2 separate regions of the Ovis aries genome follow, and region 2 is linked to region 1. A link is a contact called in public Hi-C data. All regions are on one chromosome and are shown on one strand. The core of a region is the stretch at or near the end of the contact, and the rest is flanking DNA. Distances in the headings are between cores, read along the strand shown.

Region 1 (5,371 bases), core at 1,447-3,946:
CAGTCCAGGAACTTCCCTGGTGGTCCAGTGGTTAAGAATCTGCCTTGCAATGCAGAGAATATGGGTTCGATCTCTGGTCAGAGAACTAAGATCCCACATGCTGTGGAGAAACCAAGCCCATGCGCCACAGCTAAGACCCAGCGCAGCCAAGTGCAGTTCAAGGACTGATGGCATCAGGACTCTTTAGGATGATTTGGAAACATGCAGATCCAGTGTCCCACCTGAGGCCTCCTGACTCAGAATCTGTGAGTGGGCTGAAAAAAAAAAACGTTTAAAATATACCCTCATCCCCACTCCCACCAACTGATGATTCTAAAGCACACTCATATTTTAAAAACTTTACTCCCCATAATAAAATTTTCAAAAACTGTAGTTTTCCAAAGGACTTATGATCTGAATTCACTTTTCTCAATATGGGATAGGTAGGACCTGGTAGCCTTCTGTTGATTTTAAGCCCACGGGTGGAGTGGAATGAGGCTCAGAGGAGGTCAGTCACTCACCTAAGTGTACAGGATGGGAGCTGCCCAGTTCTGCTGCACACATTAAATTCGCAGGGTGGAAGGGAGTGAGATGACGGTCCACACATCAGTGAAGGGGATGCTGGCTTCAAGTAACTCCATGGGAAGCAGAAAATTCTGGGGGCAAATTCAGTCTTAAAACCACATCCCATTACAGGTTCAGAGGGGAATAGAAAGTCACTCATCTTTAGAAAGTGACCTCAGAACTCAAGCTTTAAAGTCTGGCCGATCTAACCACGTGATCAGCAAAGTGCATGGAGATTCATTAGCAAAATGTAGCACAACGCATGATGGCCTCACAATACTGAGTCTAGAGTAGAGGCAAGAATTAGAGCTCCCTCTTCTGGCAGAGTCTCCTTCCAACCCCTTCACCTCCCCACCATCCACCCCTTCTACCTCCCACTCCCACAAAGAAGACCCTCCTGCCCATGCTCTGCCCAGCCTTCCTCTGCCTTGCTGCTCGTCACATTGCACTGTACTGGCCGGATTGACATCGCTCTCCCCCAGTGGACGGTAAGTCTCCTGGGGTAGGTCCTGAGTCAGTGTGTGAAGTGAATAGACTCATCACTGGGTCTTCTGCGTCCTTCATGAATACTTCAAGCTCCTCACACTCCACCGAGACAGAGCTCTGGCACTGCCATTCAAGGAACCACTGGGGTGTTGTGACAGGCTGGAATGTCCATTTTCTGTGTCGGGGGAAGAGGCAGACCTGGAGCTAGGGCTGCCATCTCAAACCAGAGCTGCAGGGCCACCAGCCACCTTGTCTACCACTCTGGGCCTCCCTCCTGGCCAGGGACAAAGGGACCACAGTGTTTTCCTCCCTTGAGAGGCTGAGAAAACAACTGAGCAAGGTAAGCCAGCTGTCAAGGTCAAGGTAAGCTAGCAATCAAGGCCAAGCTCCAATCCAGTGCCCCTGCTGCCCTGCCCTTTCTTACAGCTGAGGTGTTGGCCAATGAGAGTTTGGTTTCTGCTTTCCCATCTTTCCTGGCAACATTCACAACCCTCTCTGACGGTGAGCAATGCAAGTTCCAGGCATGCTTTCTTTCATTACTGGCTGCTCAGATGTCACTTTAACCACAGGGTGAGTGCCTAACCGGTAATGGGCTGATAAACATGCAAATTTCCATATGCAAGCAACGTGAGGGCACAGCTTCTTTCCCACTAGGAAGGATACCGGCAACAAGCTGAGAAAGTGGGGTGTGAGCCCACGCCTTCCTGGCAGTGTCCACCATTCCATTGACCAGGTATCTGAGGAAACAAGCTGCCTGTCCCCTCACGCAGGAGTGAGTAAACAGCTCCTCTTCTTCAAGACCCTGGAGGGTGACTTAAACATGTATAGCCCAGTCCTGGTTCTGGGTACAAGCCCTTTTTTGCTAACCTGTTTCAGTGGTGTTTTGAGGTTAGTGCAGTTTGTGTGTGTGTTGTGTTTCTACACCATCGTGGAAACCCTCAGCCCAGTGGCTTTCCACTTTCTTGGGGCCTCGGCTCCCAGGGATCCTTCCTCTGAGGCAGTGGTGCTTTTTCCAGTAGAGGCCAAGGTACAGACCTACAGACTCAGGCCCATTTTCTCACAGCTTTCGACTTAGGGCCACATTTTCTTTCCCCAAGCCCTCAGTGGAGCAGTGGGAGGTGACTCGGCAGGGGCGAGGCCATTCATCTTGGTCTCTGGCCCTGATGGTGCCAGTTGGGCCAGCTGGGAGGAGACCGCGCACGAGGGTGGGAAATTCCCACAGAGGCACCCATCAGAGGCAGGTCAAGACGGGCTCCCTGGGGACAGGATGGGAAGCCAGGAGAGGAAGCCACCCTGGAGTTAGGATTTTGTGAAGGCCTGGGGAGCCATTCCTTTTTTTCTGATTTGACTGGCAGCACATAACAAAAACCAATAAGCGCTTTGGAGTCCTAATCAGTTTCCGGAAGCAGGCAGCTTCCCGGGGAAGATAAAGGAGGGGATTCTAAGATCCAAAGGGCGGGCTGGGTTCAGGCCCAGAGAACCCGGGAGGAGGCGGGGAGGACGGGCAGGGGGCCCGGAATAGAGGGCAGAGCCGCGGGTCCCGCCTCTGGCCGCCGGCACCGCCAGGGGACGCCCTCTCAGGCTGTGGTCCAGGGTCCAGCAGGCAGGGCCTGGGGGCGGGGCCGGGGCTGGCGGGGCGGGGCCCGGGCCGTGCTCCCGCCCAACCCGAGGAATGCGGCCCTTGGCTTGTCCCGCGTCCGCATTCCGGTCTGCTTAGGAATGTGAACAGGGTGTACACTGCGCGCCCTGAACGCAGAAGTTCGGTCCCCTCCCGTTGGAGAACGCCTGGCAGCGGCTCCGCGGGAGGGCCCCCTCTCTGCCACCCCCCAGAACCTGTAGCACGTCCGGCTGGAGGATAGGGTACTGACGGCTGCCAGACCATCGGGGACTCAACACCAGTCCCAGGGTAGCGTGCTTCGAGAGCAGATGTGGTTTAGAAAAGAAGGGAAACCCGATGTAGTCCACTGTGGCATGGAGAAGTCAGGGGAAGGGGTGGAAGGGACGATGGAATCCACCAGCCTCAAGGGACAGAGTTCAGACCCTAGATTTGCCAACTTTAGGGCACACTGTGGCTGGTAAGGCTTGAAGAGGGGAAGGGAAAAGCAGAAGATCCAGTTTGGGATCAGGTGCTCTTTGACAAGCCAGGAAGGGACTAAATATCCAAGAGTCAAGGCTATTTTTCCAGTGGTCATGTTGGACTATAAAGGAAGAGGTGGACTATGAAGAAAGCTGAGCACCGAAGAATTGATGCTTTTGAACTGTGGTGTTGGAGAAGACTCTTGAGAATCCCTTGGACGCAAGGAAATCCATCCAGTCCATCCTAAAGGAGATCAGTCCTGGGTGTTCATTGGAAAGACTGATGTTGAAGCTGAAACTCCAATACTTTGGCCACCTGATGCGAAGAGCTGACTCATTGGAAAAGACCCTGATGCTGGGAAAGATTGAGGGCAGGAGGAGAAGGGGACCACAGAGGATGAGATGTTTGGATGGCATTACCAGCTCGATGGACATGGGTTTGGGTGAACTCTGGGAGTTGGTGATGGACAGGGAGGCCTGGCATGCTGTGGTTCATGGAGTCGCAGAGTCGAACACGACTGAGCGACTGAACTGAACTGACGTATTTAATTCATTCACCAAATATTTACTGAGCTGTGACAGTCCCTGAGCTAAATTCTGGGGGCACAGAGGTGAACAAGGCACCTCCTGTCCTTTAGGAGCTGACATTCAGATTCTAGAGACAGTTGCTGAAACACCCAGAGAGGGACAAAGCCAAGGGTGTTGGGAAACATAAAAGAATAACCCAGATTGGGAGATCTTGGAAGGCTTCCAGGAGGAAGCTGCCAAGTGACCTGAGAGGTCAATAGGAGTTAGCCCAAAAGATGGGTGAAAGAGGGAGCCTTGTGTTCAGAGGGTTTAAGGAAGAGCATGCCTACTTAGTTGCTTCAGTCACGTCTGACTCTTTGTGACCCCATGGACCACAGCCCACCTGACTCCTCTGTCCATGGGATTCTCCCAGCAAAAATACTGGAGTGGATTACCATGTCCTCCAGGGAATCTTCCAGATCCAGGCATCAAACCTGCATCTCTTGCATTGCAGGTGGATTCTTCACCTCTGAGCCACCGGGGAAACCCCTGAAGGAAAAGCATGTGATCCAAACAGCCCCCTGAGCCTGCCTACCCATCAGTGGCTGCCAGACCACCAGCTGAGTCACAACAAGGATCCGGGTTCCACCTCAGTTGAACCCATGACATTGGTTGGTTTATGGAGCCCCCGTTTTACAGAAGGCACAGTAGTGGGCCTGTGAGGATTCAACATGATGCTTTGGAGTATTGTGAGATAAAGCCCACAAAGGGTCTAGATGGCACCTAGTACCTAGTAGGTACTCAGTTAATACTGGTTGGTTTTCAGTGCCCTGCCTGATTTACTGGGAGATGAGCCTGGTGTGGTTGGTCCTCACAAAGCTCCTTGGAAACGTCTAAGGCACCTGGTGCTGTGGGTGCAGAGGACTGGGAGCAGAGAAGGGCCTCGCCTGGAGGTGTGTTGTGGGAACATGGCCTGTAAGTGAGGATAGGAGGGTCAGGGCCAGGAAGGCTGCCTTTGGGCAGTAGTCCAGAAAAGGAGTGATAAGAGCCAGATAAGAGCTGAAGGGGGAGAGAACAGAAAGCAGTGCTGGGAGATAGAGACTAAAGAGGCCAATGACCAGACTTAAGCTGATTGGCTGCAGGGTGGGCCCAAGGCCCCAAACTAGGGGTGGGTTAGATCCCTACCTAGTGTGGGTCAGAATGGAGCTGAGTACCAAAGGCCAACTGGGATCATAGCCAGTGCATCCCCAATGTCCCTGAGTGAGGGAACAGGAACATCTATCCAGAAATTCCTGAGCCTCCCTCTCAGGAATCCTCCAGGACCTAAATTCTTCTGTACAGAGGAAAAGTGCAGGCCTTGAAATGGCCTCTCCAGCATTGTTCCTTGGCAAACACAGGAAGATGGGTTTCCTTTAGCTTTGTTATGCTGACATCCGAATCCGGACCCCTTCCCCAGTCTTTGCAGTGGGGGAAGGGAGGCAGAGGCCCAAGCAGTCGATGGAAAATAAACACGCACCTTTGCTCTTCTGACTTACTTCACGTTCTTAGAATTTCCTCTCTGAGCTCTGGTTTTGTTAGTTTAAAACTCCACACGTTGGTTAGGGCTGGGAAAATCCCTTGTTGCTCTGGAGAGATAGCTCCACACCGGGGGCAGAGCACAGTTCCAGCGCCTTGGGGGAAGGGCCAGCAGGCCTTCATCCTGGTGTCAGCGAGCTCCTGGTTCCGCCTGTGTGAGGGAGACTCTCACAGCTGCGTGTAG
Region 2 (5,371 bases), core at 1,610-4,109, 100 kb before region 1:
TCAGTTGCTCAGTCATGTGCGACTCTTTGTGACCCTGTGGACTGCAGCACGCCAGGCTTCCCTGTCCTTCACCATCCCCCAGAGCTTGCTCAAACTCATGTCCCTTGAGTCAGTGATGCCATCTGACCATCTTGTCCTCTGCTGTCCCCCTCTCCTCCTGCCTTCTTTCCCAGCATCAGGGTACTGGGCCATTCAGGTGTACCCAGAACGCTATAGGGATATGCAAGTATTAAAGCACTGCTTTACAGTTAAGATAGATATACAAACAATTGTTAAAAGTTGTATTTGTTAAGTGCCATGTTCATAACAAAGGAAATGCTCTTGCTGCTGCACATCAGTGACTTGGTGGTTCCTTGGTTTGAAGTGTTCCCGCTCACCTTAGCATGCGGCAATACTTAGTCACTGCCACCAGGGGGTGTGAGAGAGCCATAGCCCAGCAAGTGTGGGCCAAGAATGAGCAGGCTTTCCAGCAATACTTACTAATATTAAGAAAATGCGTTTGACTATATTCCTATATCCATGCAATCTCTAAACAAAGCAATACATGAAAGGCAACTGCCTGAAAAAAAATTCAGCACAGTCAGCAAGAACTGGATTGGAACCATGAGACTGTGTGACCATCAGATAATTTACTAACTTTTCCCGAGCTTCAGTTTTTATAAAATGCTGCTGCTGCTGAGGATCAAATAAAATAATTAAATGACACACCTAACTGTCAGTCCAGTACAGGTCCCCTCTGATAAACACAGACCCCAGTAGCATCAGCAGTCATTCCAGGGTGGCCATGCTATGCCCCACTGCACTTCCTCATATTGGCCAGCCTGCTCCTGACCGCCAAGATTCTGACACAAGCCTTCCTGTGCCCTGCCAAGAGCAATCCTGCAGCCCTCTGTATTGTCCCCTATCTTGGGAACCCCACTAGACTGAATAGACTCTCACACTGTCGGCCTCTTCACAAGAGTCTTCCCTGCCTTTTCCTCCAGCCCGGCTTTCCTAATCATTTGGTCCCTGTAACCCTCAACCCTCAGGGCCTAGACAGCAGGGTCAGCATTCCCTCAGGATCTTCAGGTCCTTTCTCTACTTCCCTTCCTCATGCACAAGCCCCTGTACTCTAAAGCTCACAGCTTCTACTCACAATGGCTATTTCTCACGCCATCATCATCAGTGTCACACGAGGACTTTACAGAGCCCGTGGCGCTCGGCTCTCCTTGTCTCCTGCCATCTTCCTGGTGGCTTTGATATTAATATTCAGCATTCCTATGTACTGAAGAAGTACTTCATAACCAAAACAAATGTAAAAATCCCAATCTATCAAAGAGCCCATCACAACCTCTGATTTCTACAAAACCAGTTCTTTGATTCCAACACTGATTCAACCAACACTTATGAAGCACATTTGTAAACCAAGGGCTGTGCTCATAGCTGGGATGTAATAGCCAGTGACACTATTTCCATTCTCTCCAGCCTATCCATCCAGGGACCTGGTTTCACTTTCCACAGACTGTGCCCCAGAGAAGACTGGCTACCAACATCGTCTTTTTGCCGTCAGAACACTGACCACCTCTCACGCCACCCCTGCTGCCCAGCACAGCCAGGGGAAACCACAGACCAGAGAGAAAGCTGCTCTTACACAACGATGATCCCCACGTTCAGGGTAGGCCATTAATCCCGCTCAGCAGTCCCTTCCCCACTCAGCCCCTTCTCCCTAGTCGTCTCACTCCAAACCTCATGGGACTCACGGCTTCACCACCTGCTGCCCGCCCCACTTTCCTCCTCTCAGACAATGCTCCTGTCCCCTTCACCTGGCACACAAGAACCTGCACCCCACTTTCTGCCTTTCTTTTCAGCTCCAGGCAGATTTGGTGGCTCAGATGGTAAAGCGTCTGCCTACAATGTGGGAGACCCAGGTTCAATCCCTGTGTCAGGAAGATCTCCTGGAGAAGGCAATGGCAAACCACTCCAGTATTCTTGCCTGGAAAATCCCATGGACGGGGGAGCCTGGTAGGACACAGTCCATGGGGTCGAAAAGCGTCGGACACGACTGAGCGACTTTACTTTTCACTTTCCAGGCAGATCTGTTAGAGCACTCTTCCTCTGCACTCCACTCCCAAGGAGAGATTTATTCCCTTCTCCAAATGATAAACCCTTCTCTCAGCACACTAGCCTTAGCCCACTAGACCACTAATGGGATCCTGTATCATCAGCTCGTCTCTCTCACTCTCCTACATCTTCATTCTCTCCCATATGCCTAATAACTTACTAGACATATGTGCCTAATAATCTTACAGCTCTCAAACACAGCAGATTGAAAACCAAATTTACTATGCTTCCCCACACTTGCTGTCTCCTTTACTCTAGGTCTCAATAATTGCAGGCAGAGGCACAGCCAGCCAGGGACCAGAACCCCTGGGGCAGTAGACAGAGCGAGCTGCAAACAAGGTTAAAGGCCCTAATTGTAGTCTGAGGGCAGGGACGAGACCAGCACTGGAGAGCCTCAGTGTGGCAGGGGGTGAGGGCAAAAGGTAGAGAAATGGGCTCGTGAATGGAGCTGGGTAGCATCAGAGGCACGCGGAGAAGTGGTGAAGGGGTTGAGCAGGATTTCTGAGAAGCCCAGCCCTTTGGCCAGCAGCAGCCGCCTGGAACACAGAAAAGCGTGAAAGCATGGCGCCTGCCCTGTGGCCTCCCTTTTTGAGGGACTGCCTAAACATGAAAGGCATTCCAAAGCAGTTCTCTTCTCCCTCAGGAATCTTCAGAATATAAAATTTTAAATTGTAGTTTCTGGGGTTAGAAACAGCTTATTATTAAAGGGCAGTTTTTTCTATTTTGGCATGCCATCGATCTATACAGACTCTCACTGGCCAATAATCCTTTGAAGAAACAGATCTGCTCTAAAACTAACATTTATAATCTACTGGAACAAAGAAAATCTGAAAATCAGTTGTTTATCCGAACAAAGAATGAGCCAAAATACTTCAGAAAAGAAATAAGAAAAAAATATAAATATTTGAATAAGCTAAGAAATAAACATTTTTTGTAATCTTCCCTTACTTGGAAACAAATGGTAATTGCAAATAGGCAGCTGCTAAGTAAAGCCACTTCCTCTTGGAACCCAGTACAGATTTAAAGTGAGTACACTTTGCCTGAAGCCCAACAGCCTTTCAATTTCTCTGAAATTATCACAAGTGCTGCCTTTCTCACAGAAACCCCACTCTGCAGGGGATACAGCAGGCTGGCCCCCAGGGCTGCTGTAGGAACTCTGGACAAGTTCCCTGCAGACCCTCCTGACAATGATGAATTTCTGAAACCAAAGAACAGCTTATAGAGACTGAGTGGGGTAAGTATTCTGCTACCTTTTGGTATATTTTTGCCTTTCAGCTATCTAAAATATCTGACACTTAACAGATGCAATTGCAAGTTTTTTTCCTGGATACTGGAGAATGTTCTGGAATGCCGAAGCAAGTTGTTATCTGTTAAAACCAGCAGTAAGGGGACTGTGAAAGAAAAGCAACACCAGAGTTCTTACCCCATCTGGAAATGCAATTAACCCATTATATTTACCAACCACTCTCTAAGGCAGTGTGATACAATGTCAAGAGTAAGACAAAGCTCCAGTCTCTGAGAAGACCACAATCTGTTTGGCAAGATAAAACAAAGTCACTGCAGAACACTATTATCAGAAGCTTCGATAATGTTAAAATATCCACAATGAAGTGACATACCAAGAAGACTGAAGATCTTTAGAAGCAAGTATCTCATCTTCTGGTAATTCTTAAAAAGCAATAATTGCAAAGTGTTGGACCCGAGAAGCCTTGACTCTCCTTCTGAAAGTTCCTAACTGCATTCCAGAGCTAACAAGATCAGGTGAAGAACTCTTCATCATGTCTCTCCTGCCCCCTTGCATGACTATCATTTCAAAAATATATATATACACACACATACATACACATATCTAGATGCTTATCCATGTACAGACTATCTTTAGAAGGGGAGATCAGAATCAGGGAACAGTGGCTGCCAATGGAAGGGGAGTTAGGTGGCTAAATTGCTTGGGGATGGTACTAGAAAGGGCTAGGGGATTTATTTTTCACTACATACCCCTATGCCTTTCGCATTTTGTACCATATGCATAAACAAAATACTCAAAAGATTAATTTTTAAAATAAACAAACTTCAATTAAACAACTATGCTAAAACCACAAAAGAAATTATGCCCTAAAACTGGAACTAGGAGTTGCAATGGAGGTCAAACCTGACATTAGATTTAACATACACACACTCCTTTGCTTTTTTACTATAAAACATTTTAAGTCATAACATGACTAGTACTTTCCTCAGAATTCTTATACCTTCTACAGGCTTAGCTATATGTTCAAACTATGAGTTACATTCATTTTTTTCCATTTTAAAACTATATTTTTTCAAATTTACAACTTTATTCACAGTAAAATATCTGCAAAATCCCAGGTGTGCAACTAGTTTGCCAAATAGTTTGTCAAGAATACACGACCCATGTTTCCACACTTCTAGATACAGGCATCCACTGCCTCCGAAGCGGCACATCCTAACTGAAAAGCTCTAACTGCTCCGAAGTTGCCCCTTTGCTGAGCTGTGCCCTGTGCATCTCTTCCCTCGTCAGTTAAGGAGCACCTGTAACTAAGTACCAGGTGCTGCAACAGGCACAAGGGACCCAGAGAAAGATGAAAAGAGGTCCCTACCCCTGACGTGCTCAGCGCCTCAACGGGAGAGAGAAGATCAACTACAAAAATCTTCTTAAGAGCATAAGGGTGTGAAAGGAAAGGGCACCTGACACAGCTGAAAAAGCGGTGGCACCAGGTCTAAGTTTCATGAGCTAATCAAGAGCTAGTGAAGTAAAGACTGGGGAAAGGGTATCTCTAGCACAGCGAACAGCAGCACAGTAACAGAGTCCAGGGCATTCAAGAAATAAAAAGAGACACTAAGCGATTAGCTGGAGGGCGGGCAGAAAACAAAGACGAGATCATGAAGGCTCCCTATGAAACAGAATTTTATTCTGGTGGCAACCGAGAGCCTCAGAGCAGCTTTGCAGGGGGTGCAGCAAGAAGTCAGTCCAGAGGCCAGGAGACCAGTTAGAAGTCTGCTATTTTTCCATAATCGAGAAACATGATCAAAACATGAAAGCCTAAGTTAAGGAGGAGGCATTGGATCTCAAGAGAGATAAGAAACTAATTTAAGGCATAGTTATGAGAGAGAATCATCTGGATCATCTGGACTTGGAAGGTGCAGGAGGCGTCTAGGATCCCTTCTAGGCATCTGGCCGGGCCGGGTAAATAAATGGTGATGGCCTCCAGCAACTCAGGGAACTTCTGACTTACAAAGACCATCATACCAGTAA

Evidence for each region. Hi-C and Micro-C count contacts between places; a contact is called where the count stands out from the background.
Region 2: a contact with region 1 is called in a Hi-C map of mixed tissues, with 3 times the contacts expected there. The contact joins two enhancer-like sites. A contact is called at or near these places in 6 of 16 Hi-C or Micro-C datasets (liver, mesenteric adipose tissue, mixed tissues and 3 more).

The regions. Positions count from the first base shown.
Region 1 is chr1:255,662,001-255,667,371 of ARS-UI_Ramb_v3.0, reverse strand. No RefSeq gene overlaps it. Among named protein-coding and RNA genes, the nearest start is that of TRNAS-GGA, 32 kb to the right of the region's middle. Within about 2 kb of position 2,696, at least 41 of the 54 cell types and tissues checked have an H3K27ac peak or open chromatin away from gene starts, as enhancers often do.
Region 2 is chr1:255,762,764-255,768,134 of ARS-UI_Ramb_v3.0, reverse strand. The region is part of intron 2 of RYK (receptor like tyrosine kinase); the gene reads right to left. Among named protein-coding and RNA genes, the nearest start is that of RYK, 34 kb to the right of the region's middle. Within about 2 kb of position 2,859, at least 3 of the 54 cell types and tissues checked have an H3K27ac peak or open chromatin away from gene starts, as enhancers often do.